Regions from separate parts of the Sus scrofa genome. Here region 1 is linked to region 2. The links are chromatin contacts, called in public Hi-C maps. All regions are on one chromosome and are shown on one strand. The core of a region is the stretch at or near the end of the contact, and the rest is flanking DNA. Distances in the headings are between cores, read along the strand shown. Region 1 holds the start of PCNX3 (pecanex-like protein 3). Region 2 holds the start of RELA (RELA proto-oncogene, NF-kB subunit).

Region 1 (7,221 bases), core at 2,807-5,306, 45 kb after region 2:
CCCGGGTGAGGAGCAGCGAGGAGGCGAAGTGCAGGGCAGAGGGCAGTGTCAGCGCCCGGGAGTGGGAGGCGGCCCGGCCCCGCTGAGCCTCCTGCAGGCTGCTGGGGGGAGGAAGTCAGCCCCGGGGTCAGTGCCACCAAGTGCCAGCTGGACCCCCACCCCCTCCAACCACAGACGGTGAGCTCACCTGGGCGGCGACCCCATGACCGAGGCTGGGGGGGTGGGGTTGCTGCCGGCGTTGTGCCGCCTCCGAATCGCCTGCGTCCGCCTCACGCTGCTCGAGCGGTCCCGCTTGCCCGTCTCCTCGGCTGCTGCCAGAGAAAGCCCCCGCCCCCCGCCCCCGAACATCAGTGACAGAGGCTTGGACAGAGCCCAGGGGAAGGGACAGGTGCTCCTGTGGGGACCTAAGGGTCAGGCCTCGTCCGACCATGTGCTGGCTCTGCGGCCCAGCCAGGTCACCTAACACTCGGGCCCCTAGAAACGAGGGCATGCTCTGCTCGGCCCACTGGTGGCCCTGGAGGAGGAGGGTGGCTACTGAGGGTCCTCAAAGAGAAAAAACGTCAGGTCCTAAATGCAGGATGTGGAGACAGGGGCCTGTCTCTGCCTCGGTCTCACCATCGGAGCCCTGCGTACACGAGTTCTCTGAGCAAAGACGTCACTAGATTGCTGTGTCTGCATCCACCAGCCCGAGACGGACGCTGAGCTGACTCTGACCCGGTCCACTCCAGCTGCCCCTTGCCCAAACCCCCGGCCCTACCTAGACACCCCCCTCCGCCCCGCCCCAGCTCTGGAGTCGGCACTCACCTCCCCCCACGGCACCTTCCTCCTGCAGCTCCCCCCGCCAGCCAGGCTGGTTGGCAGCAGGTCCCCTGCGGGCCTCGGCAGGCAGCACAGCGGGCTCACCCGCAGCCAGCTCCACCCCCGCCTGGGCCTCCAGCTCAGCCTTGGACCCAGCCAGGGGGCCCCTGAGGACATCACCCCCTGCCCCGTCCATGCTCAGCACGCGGGCATGAGTTTTGGCGCTGGCAGTACTAGGCGTCCGCTGGGTCCCATAGGGCCGCTTGGGGGGCACAGCAGTCCCCTCCTCAGCCCCGTGGGGCGCCCTTCGTTTCCGGGGTCCCCCCGCTGCACCCCGAGAGCTCTCGGGAGAGTAGCAGGAAGTGGAGGAAGAGCTGTCGGTGCTATAGTGACGCTGGGACCGGAGGCTGGAAGCCGGGCTCAGTTCACTGCCCTCGCTGGTGTCGTCGTCCTCAAAAAAGCCCCCGCCTTCGAGCAGTGGCCGCCGAGGGGCACGGCCAGCCGGGGAGTGTCTTCGCAGGGGCGGCCGCCGCTTGCTAGGCCGCAGCAGGGCCAAGTCCTTGGGCCGCACAACCAGGAGCGGCTCAGCCGGGCCTGGAGGCGTCCCTGCTCCTACGACTGTGTCAAAGGAACGTAGTGTGTCGTCTGAGGGGACCCCGGCATCTGGTGAAGCGGGCAGCTCGGCCTCCGAGGGTGGGTCTGTATCGCTGCCCTCGGGGGCCTGCCCGCCGGGGGGGCTGTCCAGGTGGGTGGAGTTGGTCTTCTCACTCTTGAAGCTGCTCAGCGTCTCGCGGTCAGTGCCACTGAAGCAGGAATCGGAGGAGCCGGCTTTCTGGGGTGTGGGCTCCCCGGAGCCCCGCCGGTCCAGGGGCTGGTAGCCACCCGCTCCCCGGCGTTGTTCCCGTCGACTGCTGGTCCTCACCAGGGCCCGGTCAGGCCGGGTCAGGGTCAGGAAGCTCTTGCTCAGCTCCTGGCTGAGGCTCCCCTTCAGCAGGGGGCTCATGGGAGTGTCAGCCACGCTGCTCCCGCTCCAGGGGGCTCCCTCTCCAGCCAGGGGAGACCGTTCTGAAGAGTCCGTGCTGGGGAGAGATGGGTCGGGGGCAGCCCCTGGGGGCGTCTGGGGAAGGTCTCCAACTGTCAGGACAAAAGGAGACATAAGAGAAGAGAGTGGAATTCCATAAAAGGAACTGGTGGCGAAGGGGGTCTTGCGGTCCCTAGTTTGAGAGCCCAGCTGGAGCAGGACCCCGAGAAAGCCCCGTCTAAGAGGACAGAGAGAGCGCCGAGGGAGCAAAAGCTGGGGTGACGCAAAGACAAGACCCCAGTCTTTCCCTGCGCCCCTGCCCATCGTGCCCACTCACTTAGTTTCTCCTGGGAGCTCAGCTTCAGCATCTCTCGGTCGGCTGAGGTCACAATCACGTTGTTGCTGCCCTGCTCCCGCACCAGCTCCTTGATGTCTGCAACCACAGCCCCGGAGGCGTCAGCAGGACCTCGAGGCATCTACGCGCCACTCCCTGTTCTGCACCGCCACCTTCAGTCCTGAAGGGAAGCCACCTACCTCGGAGGGGCCCAGAGTCCTCCATCCGGGGAAGCAGCTCCTGAGCAGAGAGAAAAGGATGAGGGAGCAAACAAGGCAAAAAGTGGGCTCAGGACGGGCTCCCAGGAGAAGAGAGGGGGAGGCCGAGGGCCAGAGCCACTCACCGAGACCTGGTTGAAGCCAAACACGGAATGCTGAGAGCTACAGCGTACAGGGGGTGTGGAACTCACTTTCCGAAATACTGTCATCTCCACTCCGGGGTCCCTAGCAGTGGAAAAGGAACATCAGCTTTGAGCTGCCCTTTTCTCTTCATACAGTTCGTCCTCCGCCATCCCCACTGCTTCTCCCTCCACAGGGATCCCCCTTACAAATCCAGGGCCAACACAAAGAACAACTGGCCGCTCGCTCATGAAGCCAAGGTTCCCTAAGCCCCTTCATTCTCCAATGCTCAGGCCCAGGCACCAAGACTCCGCCATTCCCAGCATAGGCCCTGCCCCCGCCTACCTGGGCAGACTGCTGTCCCCCTGGGCAGGCTCTTCCTCTGGGTCCCCCATGGTAGAGTTGCGCTTCTCCACAATCTCGCCCTGGTCGAACATAGCATGCAGCCGATAGTTCACAGTCTTGATGGTAGCGAAGATGACAGCCACCACAAGGCAGTACACACCAGCCACCATCAAGCTGGGGGGCAGGACCTGGGGGCGGCAGCAAGTCAGGTCCCTCTTCACACAGCCCTGTCCCTACCACCTACCACCACAGTCAGGACTAGGACACACAAATTCATTAAACTCCATCACGCCTGCCGGCTGCTAATACAAAGACCCTGCGAGGCAGCCCTATCTCCAGCATAACTGGAATGAGATTAAGTGAGATTCAAGGTCACCCAGGCCAGGGAAATTCTGGCCTCTCTTCCACACACTCCAGACTCCGCAGTGAATCCTCTTCCCACACCCCAGCGCCCCAGCCACAGCCCAGAATCCCTGCCAGGTTGCACCCCTTCGTGACATCTGCCCTCCCTTTCCCCGGCACGAGTTACAGGTGGCCGCAGCATCTCACCATATACAGCAAGAAAGGAAAGGTGAGCAGGAAGATCCAGACATAGAGATGGAAGCAGTTGGAGAAGGTGCTCTGGTGTGGGTCGAAGAACCAACCGCCGGTGAGCGAGGCCCACACCCCCTGGCGCAGGATCTGCAACACCTGCGACCCCATGGCCCCGCCGCTGCTGCGCGCGCCCCCCTCCCGGGACCCTCATGGGGGCGGCCCCCGGCCCATGCCCCGCCTGGCGCCCGAGGGCCCCGGGGCCCAACCTCGCGCTCACGCCATGGCCTCCCCCAGCGGGGGAGAGGGGTCGGTGGGGCGAGGGTGCGGGCAGGGGGCGGGGCCGGCCAGGGCAGTCAGTGGTGCGAGACCCAAGAGCCGGGGTGGAGCCGCATCAGGGGTGGGGTCCAGGCCCCCACCCCCGGCCCAGAACTGCTCCTAAGGGCCGGACCGGCGGGCAGGCGCAGGGCACGGGCCGGGCACCGGTCGGCGGCATCCAGAGGTGGGCGTGGGGTGGGTGCTCCGGGGGTGCAGACGACGGCTCCCACGGTTCCGGCCCGGGGAGAGCCCCGGGACCCTGAGGTCCACTTCCGGGGTCACAGGTCACTCGCTTTGGGCTCCGCGGTCGCCCCGCTTCTGCGGGAGCCGACCCAAGGGGGAGGCCGGAAGAAGGAGCCGCGAGCCGCCAACCTGCAGTGGCGCATGCGCCCGACGAGACCAGTTGGGACCCGGAAAAGGAAAACCTTTCGGCTCGAATGCGCAAGCGCAGGGAGGTGGTGGACCGATAAGAAGCGGGAGAGCCCGCTGGGCTTGCGCAGCTGAGGAAGGGACGATCCAAAAGGCACAAGTCCTTGAGCGCATGCGCACACCTAAGCGATGCCAACCTAGCCGCGATCACTGGGCGGAACGCGAGGGAAGAGTTACTAGAGGCGAGGAAAAGGATGGAGGCGTGGACACCCCTGGGGGCTAAAGCCACAGTTGTGCGCTACTGGAGCAAGCCCCTCTAGGTGCGCCCTTTTTAGCGCTGGACGTCAAACGTCACGAGCGGCCTCTACTTCCGGGTCAGAGCTCAAACTCAGAGTGTAGAGAGAACAGGCAGGACTAGTCGAAATAGGATAGTGTCGTTTTTCTTAAAGTGACAGGCTCAAGGCAAGGGGGTCCGTCGCGCGGTTGCGAGAGCGATTTAGCTATTCCAAGTGCCATCACTGGACAAATTTCAGGAGCACAGTCTCAGGTTTCCATCCCTTCTTGGGAAAGAGGCATGAATTGTTTCCCAGGTGAAGGGAAGCAGTAAATCTTAGACAACGCGTTCCAAGAGCTCCAAGTGCAGCCAGTTTCGTCCTCCATTCTTGCCTACCCCCACTGCCAGCTCTGCAAAGCGGAGCTCCTGGCCCCAGTTTCAGACATGAAGAGAATGAAGCGCAGAGAAAGGGTCACACGGCCCTGCAACTTCGGAGCCAAGACCACACTCGGGTTTGCCCCTCTTCCAAGCCAGGATCTTTCCCCCAGTTTTACAGATGCAGACGTAGAGGGCGGGGACGGTCCCTCCTTAGCAGAAACCAACCTCGACCTTAAACCTGTTGTCACGGGAGGTGGGGGCTACGGGCTACACTTCCTCTCCTTCTGCCTCTCATTGCCCGCCTACCCGGTAACTCCCAGACCAAATCGCCCTGCAGCCTCTGGGAGGGGAGCGGTGCTACCCGCCCGCGTCATCTGATGCTGTTTCCTGCAGGAGAGAGAACAGCGGAAAAAAGTGAAACTCCACCCTCCACCTCTGCCTCCCGCCCCCGGGGCCAAAGTACAAAGGGAGGAGGAAGAAGGGAACGGGGTTGGAGCCATCGGGTCGCGAGAGCTGAGCCAGGAAGAGGCAGCTCAACCTAGAGACACTCCAGCCACCCCCCTGCGCAGAGACCCAACGGGAGTCCAGGCACTGCCCCTCGCTGGCCCCACCTTTCACTTGGCGGGTGCTGGAGCTCGGCTCCCAGGACTGCTCTGGACTGAGGGACGCCCGGGCCCCTCTGTGCCGGCCATGGTGAGACATCGGAGGCCCTGGGGGTCCACCCCCCCAGCCTGACCACACTGCTTCCCTAGGTCGCCCTCCTCCGGAAGCCCGAGATGCGGTGGGCCGGGAGGCGACACTCCTGGCTCCCCAGAGAGGCGTGGGTCTGGGGCTGAGGGCCAGGGCTCGGATGCCCAGGTTCCGGGACTAGGGCCTCGGCCGTCAGCAAGGGTGGGGACCGGGGCACCCAGGGAAGGTCCCCCACACCCGCCAGTGCCAGCTCCCAGCTATGGAGCCCTTGAAGAACCTCTTCCTCAAGAGCCCCCTGGGGTCATGGAACAGCAGTGGCAATGGGGGCAGCGGGGGCAGTGGCAGCGGAGGTTGGCCAGAGGGGTCCCCGAAGGCTGCAGCTTATGCCAACCCTGTGTGGACAGCCCTGTTTGACTACGAGCCCAATGGGCAGGACGAGTTGGCCCTGCGGAAGGGCGACCGAGTGGAGGTGCTGTCCCGGGATGCAGCTATCTCGGGTGACGAGGGCTGGTGGGCGGGCCAGGTAGGTGGCCAGGTGGGCATCTTTCCGTCCAACTATGTGTCTCGGGGCGGTGGTCCCCCCCCCTGCGAGATGGCCAGCTTCCAGGAGCTGCGGCTGGAGGAGGTGATTGGCATCGGTGGCTTCGGCAAGGTCTACCGTGGCAGCTGGCGGGGTGAGCTTGTGGCCGTGAAGGCAGCTCGCCAGGACCCCGATGAGGACATCAGCGTGACAGCTGAGAGCGTGCGACAGGAGGCTCGGCTTTTCGCCATGCTGGCACACCCCAACATCATTGCCCTCAAGGCCGTGTGCCTGGAGGAGCCCAACCTGTGCCTGGTGATGGAGTATGCTGCCGGTGGGCCCCTGAGCCGTGCCCTGGCTGGGCGGCGCGTGCCCCCCCATGTGCTCGTCAACTGGGCTGTGCAGATTGCCCGTGGAATGCACTACCTGCACTGCGAGGCCCTGGTGCCTGTCATCCACCGAGACCTCAAGTCCAACAACAGTGAGTTCGGGGGAGCGTGGCCGGAGGGTGGCATGGCCCAAGCAGACAGCTGCTGCCGGCTCTTAGCTGAGCCGACCCAGGGGTTTCCTAGAAGTGGCAGCTCCTGCCCAGGATTGTCTCAGGTCCCTGGGGGGACCCGTAGGCTCACATCAGTGCCAAAGCAGGAACCCCAGGCACCCAACAGAGCCCCAGCAGGAGTCCCTAACCCCAGCTCACAGCTGCCAAGTTAAAAAATGGGAATCTCGGAGTTCTTGGCGGCTCAGTGGATCAGGGATCTGGCATTGCCAGGGCTATGTCTCTGGCGACAGCCGTGGCCCGGGTTCGATCCCTGGCCTGGGAACTTCCACACACCACGGTCTCTCGGGCGGACCATAAGCAACCTGCCTACCATACATGGCCACTAGCTCAGGGGAGGCGAGTCCTGGGCGCTGGCACCCCTCATCTTCAGGGAACTCTCTTGAGGTTCACATGCACCCACAGTAAAGGGGCAGCTTCTCCAGAAGAGAAATCTCAAAGGGGCAAGCCCCCCCACTGTGGCCAAAACTGGGGCCAGGGATGGAATTCTGGCCCCACTCCTACCCCTGGCTGCACCATCTCTAGCTGGTTATTTCAACTCAGAGCTCTGATTTCAGTCTCCGTAAAAAGGGAATGTTTGGGAGTGTGAAGCGGCTTAGCACACGGGTATCTGACACCTGGCACACAGTGGGTCATCCACCATGGGTGTGGACATTTGAAAGCTGGATCACTAAGAGGGCTTCGCCTGGAATCAGCATTTGGAGTGGGCGTGGCGGGGCTAAGGGAGACTCAGGGGCAAGGCACTCCGT
Region 2 (6,869 bases), core at 638-3,137:
CGGGGCAGCCACAGGAGAAACTGAAATGAGTGGGAGGGGTGGTAACTGTTTTCACTTTTGTCTTCCTGTTTTTTTTTTTTTTTTTTTTCAGAGCCTGGGAAAGCAAGTCAGAATTTCCAATCTTTTCCAATTCCCACATGATTCCCTAATTTAGAACGAACACAGAGAAAATAAAGTCTGCCTTCCTCTGGGTAAGACTCCGAAGCCTGCTGGGGATTGCCCCCACCCTCGGACAAGGAACCCCCCGCGGAGGGGGTTGCTCCAGTCCCACCCTCACCCCGCACGAACGCTTCTTGGGCTTGGCCTTGGGGACAATATTCTGGCGACGGGTCACAGGATGGTTAATTAGTGGAAATGCTTTGTGCGAGCTGGACCAGCAGGAAACCCTGGGGACACAGGCGGGGTGAGCCTGCCGATTCAAACCCCTGGAGGGTCCCGGACCTGCTAAAACACAAACGTCAGGCTGCAGGGTCGAGGCTCCAGAGATCTACCCCTCGGTGCCTTCTGCCACCCATTGCCCCGGAGGGATGCCTCTTAAACCGAGGAGCCTGGGCTCGGTTCGCCAGCGGGAGCGGACGAGGCACGGAGCCTCGGTCCACACTAGCGTGCACCCATCGTCCGAGCACTGCCAGGTGAAGTCCGGGCGCTTTCCTTTCCCCTCTCTGCCTCCAGACTGGGGGGACAAGAAATTTAAAAAATGCTTCCGCGGCCCCAACCACCACGAAGCACCTTCATCGATTAGGAAGCCGTGTGGAGTTTAGCCACCCGGTGTTTGCGGTCGAAGCAGGCCCGAGCCTTTCCCAGCGCAGGGCAGGCAGCCGAAGCCCAGCAGCTCTGGCCCTGTTCCAGACCGGGCCCGAGGTGACATCACCACTCCTCCGATCGGCGGGAGGGGGCCCCCGAAATCCCCTAAAAACATTGTGAGTAATCGCCCGGCCCGCCCTCCAGGCGGGGCCCAGACTCGCGAGCGATCCGTGCTGCCCAGCCAGTCCCGGGAGCGGCGTCCAGGCGCGCGGCGTCTCGGGGCCCAGCGCGGCGCGTACTTGCTCGCAGGGCCCGGCAGCGGCGGCGCGCGCCACCCCCTAGGCCCTCGAGTGGCGCGCTCTTGTCCCTAACCCACCGCGCGGGGCGGCGGCGGCGGCGGCGGCGGCGACGCAGCGCGCAGGCGCGGCCGGATTCCCGGCAGTGACGCGGCGGCGGGCGCGCGCGGCGCATTTCCGCCTCTGGCGAATGGCTCGACTGTAGCGCGCGCCGCGGGCCCAGCTGCGACCCCGGCCCCGCCCCCGGGACCCCGGCCATGGACGGTGAGGACGCCCTCTGACCCCGCGCGGTGGCGGCGCTGGGGCCGCCGGGACCGCGGCGGGAGCCTCCGCGCTGCCTTCCGCTCCTTCCTGCGCCGATGGTCGCTGCGCAGGGAGCGGCCGGCCGGATGGTGGAGCGGGGCGGGGCCGGAGTGGGGGGGGGGGTCTGACTCAGTTTCCCCTGGGGGTGGCGGGAGTTGGGGGGAGCTGTGACTCGGTCTCCCCCGGGGCCCCGGGGGCAGTTCCGACTTAGTTTCCTTGTTAGGGGAGAATGTATCTGACTCAGTTTCCTCCCGGGTTGGGGTGGGGAGTGCCCTCCCTTAGTTTAATTTAGGAAAGTAGAGAGGGGTCCTGGCTCAGTTTCCCCTGGTGGTGGAGGCCGTCCTACCGGGTTTTCTCTTAGAAAACAAGTGTTTCTGGCTCCTTCACCCCTGCCCCTTAGCTGTACTGCAGGTTCCAGGCAGCTGGCCCTGACCCAGTGTCCCCGGGAGGGAGCCTGGCTTCATCTCCTTGCCGGGGATGCAGGCCCTCCCTGGTGAGGACGGGAAGCGGGCATGTGCTGACCCTTGTATCCCTCCCCTTTCAGACCTCTTCCCCCTCATCTTCCCCTCGGGTAAGTTGGACCATCCTTTTTCCGTGGTTCGGGAGGAGCTCCCCAGGGTGAGGGCGATGGGGTCAGCCGCCTGATGGGGGCTGGCCCGCATCTCCCCCGCAGAGCCGGCCCCGGCCTCGGGCCCCTATGTGGAGATCATCGAGCAGCCCAAGCAGCGGGGCATGCGCTTCCGCTACAAGTGCGAGGGCCGCTCAGCCGGCAGTATCCCGGGCGAGAGGAGCACGGATACCACCAAGACCCACCCCACCATCAAGGTCAGCCCAGCTCCCGAGTGAGGGGCGCAGTGTCAGTAGGGGTGAAACCCCAGCAGGCTTGCTTTCAGGCCCCCGCGCAGCCTGCCCCCCCCCTCCGGGGGGGGGGAATTGGGGCTGGAATTCCTGCGCCTCCAGGGTGCTCTCTGTACTTTGGACAGATCAATGGCTACACGGGGCCAGGGACAGTGCGCATCTCCCTGGTCACCAAGGACCCCCCTCACCGGCCTCACCCCCATGAGCTCGTGGGGAAAGACTGCCGGGATGGCTTCTATGAGGCTGAGCTCTGCCCAGACCGCTGCATCCACAGGTGAGCTCCCCTTGGGCACCAGGGGGTGGTGGGGAGGTGGGAGGCCAGGAGGGCCAGCAGCTGTGTAGCTGTTACAGTGTTCTTTCTAGACAGAGGGCACCCTTTGCTCTGTCCCCAGCTCTGCAGGCAGATTCCTCTGTCTTGAAATTGCCTGTGTCTCTCCTCCCTCTAGCAGATAGGAGCCCCATGGAAAAGTGATAGGTCTCTAATCACCCCCGAAGCCCTAACGCCTGTGGCTGGAAGGGCAAGCCCCTCAGTCACGTCACTTGTAGCGAGAAAGAAAACCACTGAACCGACAGTCTCCCTGGAGCTTACGTACTAGTTGACAGAGGCAGGCTGTAAATAAACATACAAATAATTAAACAAGATCCGTTAGCAAGTCATCAGTAGTGATGAAAATAAAGCAGTGGGTTGGAGGAATAGCCCGGGAGGCGGAGGAGCTGGTGTCACTACTTTAGATGGGGAGTCAGAAAGGCCTCTCAGGTTAGAGCTGAATGTGAGAAGGCAGAGAGGCATGGAAAGAATGGCGCGCTCCCGGCAGAGTGAATGGGTGTCAGAGGCTTTGAAGTGGGAAGGAGTTTTGTGTGTTTGGAGAAGGGAAAAGAGGTCCTGGGACAGAGGGTAGGGAGCCAGCAGGGACAGTGGACCCGGCGGCAGGGCCCAGGGCTTTGTCAGCCAGAGTGAGGAGTGGGTGGCACTGTGGGCAGCCATTCAGGGGGGTCCAGCACGGCGTGCTGGCCTGCTGAGTGGGTGGGGGAGAAGGGGTAGACCCGGCAGGGCTGGAGGGCCCAGGCTCTGCTGGAGACAGTGGGACTGATTCCTCGGGGACCTCAGCTTCCAGAACCTGGGGATCCAGTGTGTAAAGAAGCGGGACCTGGAACAGGCCATCAATCAGCGCATCCAGACCAACAACAACCCCTTCCAAGGTGAGAGGGCTGTGGGAGCAAAGGCCCCGGCCTGCCTGGAGCACCTCCGCTCTTTGTCACCCTGCCGAGGTTACTCTCCCTCCCTGGCCAAGACTCACAGCACAGGTGGAATTTTGCTGCCCTTTCAGCACACACTCCCATTTTACTACTGGGGAGACGTGACCCAGAGAGGGGACACAGGGGACATGACGTTCCAGGTCCCAGGTGGAGTCAGCGATGGATGTAGAACCTTCTATTCCTCCTCTAGACCTCCTGCTGCTTCGCAGGCCCTGAAACATCCCTCCCAGCCCAGAGCTCCCTGTCCGCCCCCGTGCCCCTCCCTCCCTGGCTGTCCCCCCCACCCCAGCTCTCCTGACCCTCTGTTGTTCTGACAGTTCCCATAGAAGAGCAGCGCGGGGACTACGACCTGAATGCTGTGCGGCTCTGCTTCCAGGTGACAGTGCGGGACCCAGCAGGCAGGCCCCTCCGCCTGCCGCCTGTCCTCTCTCACCCCATCTTTGACAACCGTGAGTGGCTGGGGAGCTGCAGGAAGGGCAGACGGGTGGGCCTGCGAGGAGGAAGGGGGTTGGTGGGCGGGGTCTGCCAGAGTTGCTCTGGCTTCAGTCGCGCAGGGTGTGTGTCCTCTTGGTGCTCTGTGCCCTGCGCTGGCTGGGGAGACGAGGCGACAGGACCCAGAGCCGCCCTCAAGGGACAGCTTCCAGGCTGGCAGGGAGTCAGCTGGGAGACAGGCATTTCCAACATGTGATGAGAGGGTGGTGTGCCCAGCCTGCACTATTGACTCCGGAAGTGTGCTCCTGGGAACGAGATAATGCTAGAGAGGAGCCGTGCAGTGATGGAGGCTCACAGGAAGTTCACAGACGAATTGGGCCGACAGTGATCGACTGCAGTCTTTAATTAAGTAGCCAGCAGGATGCGTGGAAATAAAAGGGCTCTGGACCCCAAGGCTGGGAAACCAGGATGAACCAGGGGTCAAGAGGGAAAGGTTCATTGGAGTTCCCGTCGTGGCGCAGTGGAAACGAATCCGACTAGGAACCATGAGGTTGCGGGTTCAATCCCTGGCCTCACTCAGTGGGTTAAGGATCCGGCATTGCTGTGAACTGTGGTGTAGGTTGCAGGTGTGGCTTGGATCCTGTGCTGCTGTGGCCGTGATGTAGGCTGGCAGCTGTAGCTCCAGTTCAGCCCCTAGCCTGGGAACCTCCATATGCCGTGGGTGTAGCCCTAAGAAGCCAAAAAGAAAGGGAAAGGTTCATTGCCACAGTGGGTATGAACAGGCCTTGAAGTCTGCTCGGGTCGGGTGGAGAAAGAGGGGTTGTGAGCTTGTTGGTTTTCTTTGGACTCTAAGCCGCATGAGGGCAGAGATGTTCAGGCTTTGTGCCTCATTAGGTGCTTCATGCCTGGAACAGGGCTGGGCCCAGAGTAGGTGCTGGTATGTAGGGTTGCTGAGGAGTTCCCCGGTGACCTAGTGCGTAAGCGTAATGCTGCACTGCAAGTTCAGTCCCTGGCTCGGGAACTTCTACATGCTGCAGCTGCGGGCAAAAAAAAAAAAAAAAAAAGAGTCGCTGAGTTGATTAGGGCGAGGAGCCAGTGGGAACAGTCAAACCTTGGCTGCAGAGGTGCTGTCAGTAGGCGCTGGACAACCTTGACTGTGGGCTGGGCAGGAGTCTTGCAGGTCAGCCCAGGAGACCTCTGGTGGTTCAGGGCTTCCTTCCTTATTCCCACACCCTCAGGTGCCCCCAACACTGCAGAGCTCAAGATCTGCCGGGTGAATCGGAACTCGGGGAGCTGCCTTGGGGGCGATGAGATCTTCCTGCTGTGCGACAAGGTGCAGAAAGGTACACACACCAGGAAGCAGGGCTGTACTCTGGAGCAGGAGGTGAGGGGTGAGGCTGAGCACACGTGGCGAGGTGGCAGGGAACTGATTTAAGCGCTCCCCTGACACCTCGGGGGCAGCAGGGTGACGTGTCTCCGGAGAAAGGCCTCAGCAGCATCGGGGGTGGCGGGCTGGGTGAATTGAGCATGGCCACCCACTCCGCCGCCCCCTCTCCATCAGAGGACATCGAGGTGTATTTCACGGGCCCGGGCTGGGAGGCCCGAGGCTCCTTTTCACAAGCCGACGTGCACCGACAAGTGGCCATCGTGTTCCGGACGCCTCCCTACGCGGACCCCAGCCTGCAGGCCCCCGTGCGCGTCTCCATGCAGCTGCGGCGGCCTTCGGATCGGGAGCTCAGCGAGCCCATGGAATTCCAGTACTTGCCAGACACAGGTACCCAGGGGAAGGTGGCAGCAGGCCTGTTGGGCTCCAGCCAGCGGCAGTGAGGCCAGGGCTGTGGTTGAGGGTCAGAAGCTCCAGTCGGGTGGGGGTTTACACTGTGATCAAATTCTCTTTCTTGCCTCATTTAATGACGACACTCAGATTTTACGAGTGTCCTTGCTCATAAAACGTGGAGCTCTTGCTAAGCGCTTTGGCCCTGTTGCAGGCATGTCAGTGAATTACCTGCTGTTGTCCTCATGAACCTTTTGATAGCTTTTAACTTGCCTGAGGTCACATAGCTAGTGAGTCTCGGACCCAGACCTCCCTTGAACCCAGGCCTTCTGGCACCAGGGTGCTGTGATCCTCCTGTCTCATCACTGCCACACAGCCATGGTTTGGTCGAGGCTTTCGGACACCTGACCAAAACAGGAATGGCCAGCGAGTTCCCACTGTGGCTCAGTGGACGCAAATCTGTGTCATGAGACGAAGATGCAAAACAGATCCTTAAGTCACAGAGTGACGCGGGAAACGGAGGGAGGTGCGTGCAGAATGGCATGGGAGCTGGCGCTGGCTGCACGGAGGAGGTGGCATCTAAGTTGGAGAAACACCCAGAAGCACGTTCTCTAGACAGGTGGAGCGGTTTCTGGAAGGGCAGGGGTGTTGGAGGGTGCCCGGTGCGTTTGGGGACAGCTACAGCTTTGGGGTGGGAGTGGATGTCAGTCACTGAGCAGGCCCAGGCAGGGGGGCATTGAATGTTGCCTGGAGGCCTTTCTCCAGGGTCACATCCTGAGGCGGTGGGGAGCCACCGAAAATTTCTAAGCTGAGAAGTGACATGAGCAGCCCACTCTGGCAGCCTTGTGCAAGGATCCGAGGGGGAGACGCGGGGAGAGGAGGCATCTGGTTGCCAGGGTCTGGGGAGAGGCGATGTCGTGTGAACCTTGCAGAGGGAACGGCGAAGCGACATAATCTCACTTACTGCCATTGGCCTCAGGGACCCCAGCCCCACAGGGTCTTTGTGGCCAACACACACCAGGCTCGGTCCCCCATCAGGCCCTGCATCCTAGCTGTCACCTGGTCTAAAAATGGTGGGCTCGTCCCAGTTCTTCCCTGCACCCCTCTAAGCTACATGTCTCAACCTTCTGGTGCTGTCACATCCCCCTGTGCCTCTTCCTCAGAGCTTTCCTCACTTATATATGGTTGCGCCCCTGCCCCTCTGT

What was found. A called contact is a pair of places that touch in the nucleus more often than the background predicts.
Region 1: a Hi-C map of skeletal muscle shows a contact between it and region 2, with 2.9 times the contacts expected there. The contact joins the promoter of PCNX3 here to the promoter of RELA in region 2. A contact is called at or near these places in 1 of 5 promoter capture datasets (fetal skeletal muscle), 6 of 47 Hi-C or Micro-C datasets (blood, heart right ventricle, liver and 2 more) and 2 of 2 datasets of contacts at active chromatin or transcription factors (alveolar macrophages and skeletal muscle).

Annotation. Positions count from the first base shown.
Region 1 is chr2:6,635,877-6,643,097 of Sscrofa11.1, forward strand. PCNX3 (pecanex-like protein 3) reads right to left here and starts at 4,057. Exons shown (of 34, transcript XM_021082830.1): 1 at 3,386-4,057; 2 at 2,837-3,024; 3 at 2,497-2,596; 4 at 2,354-2,393; 5 at 2,157-2,252; 6 at 805-1,932; 7 at 188-311; 8 at 1-101. The coding sequence starts at 3,538. MAP3K11 (mitogen-activated protein kinase kinase kinase 11) reads left to right here and starts at 4,185. Exons shown (of 11, transcript XM_021082851.1): 1 at 4,185-4,374; 2 at 5,100-6,397. The coding sequence starts at 5,656.
Region 2 is chr2:6,592,982-6,599,850 of Sscrofa11.1, forward strand. RELA (RELA proto-oncogene, NF-kB subunit) reads left to right here and starts at 1,888. Exons shown (of 10, transcript NM_001114281.1): 1 at 1,888-1,914; 2 at 2,017-2,168; 3 at 2,327-2,475; 4 at 3,310-3,401; 5 at 3,776-3,907; 6 at 5,129-5,233; 7 at 5,452-5,664. The coding sequence starts at 1,888.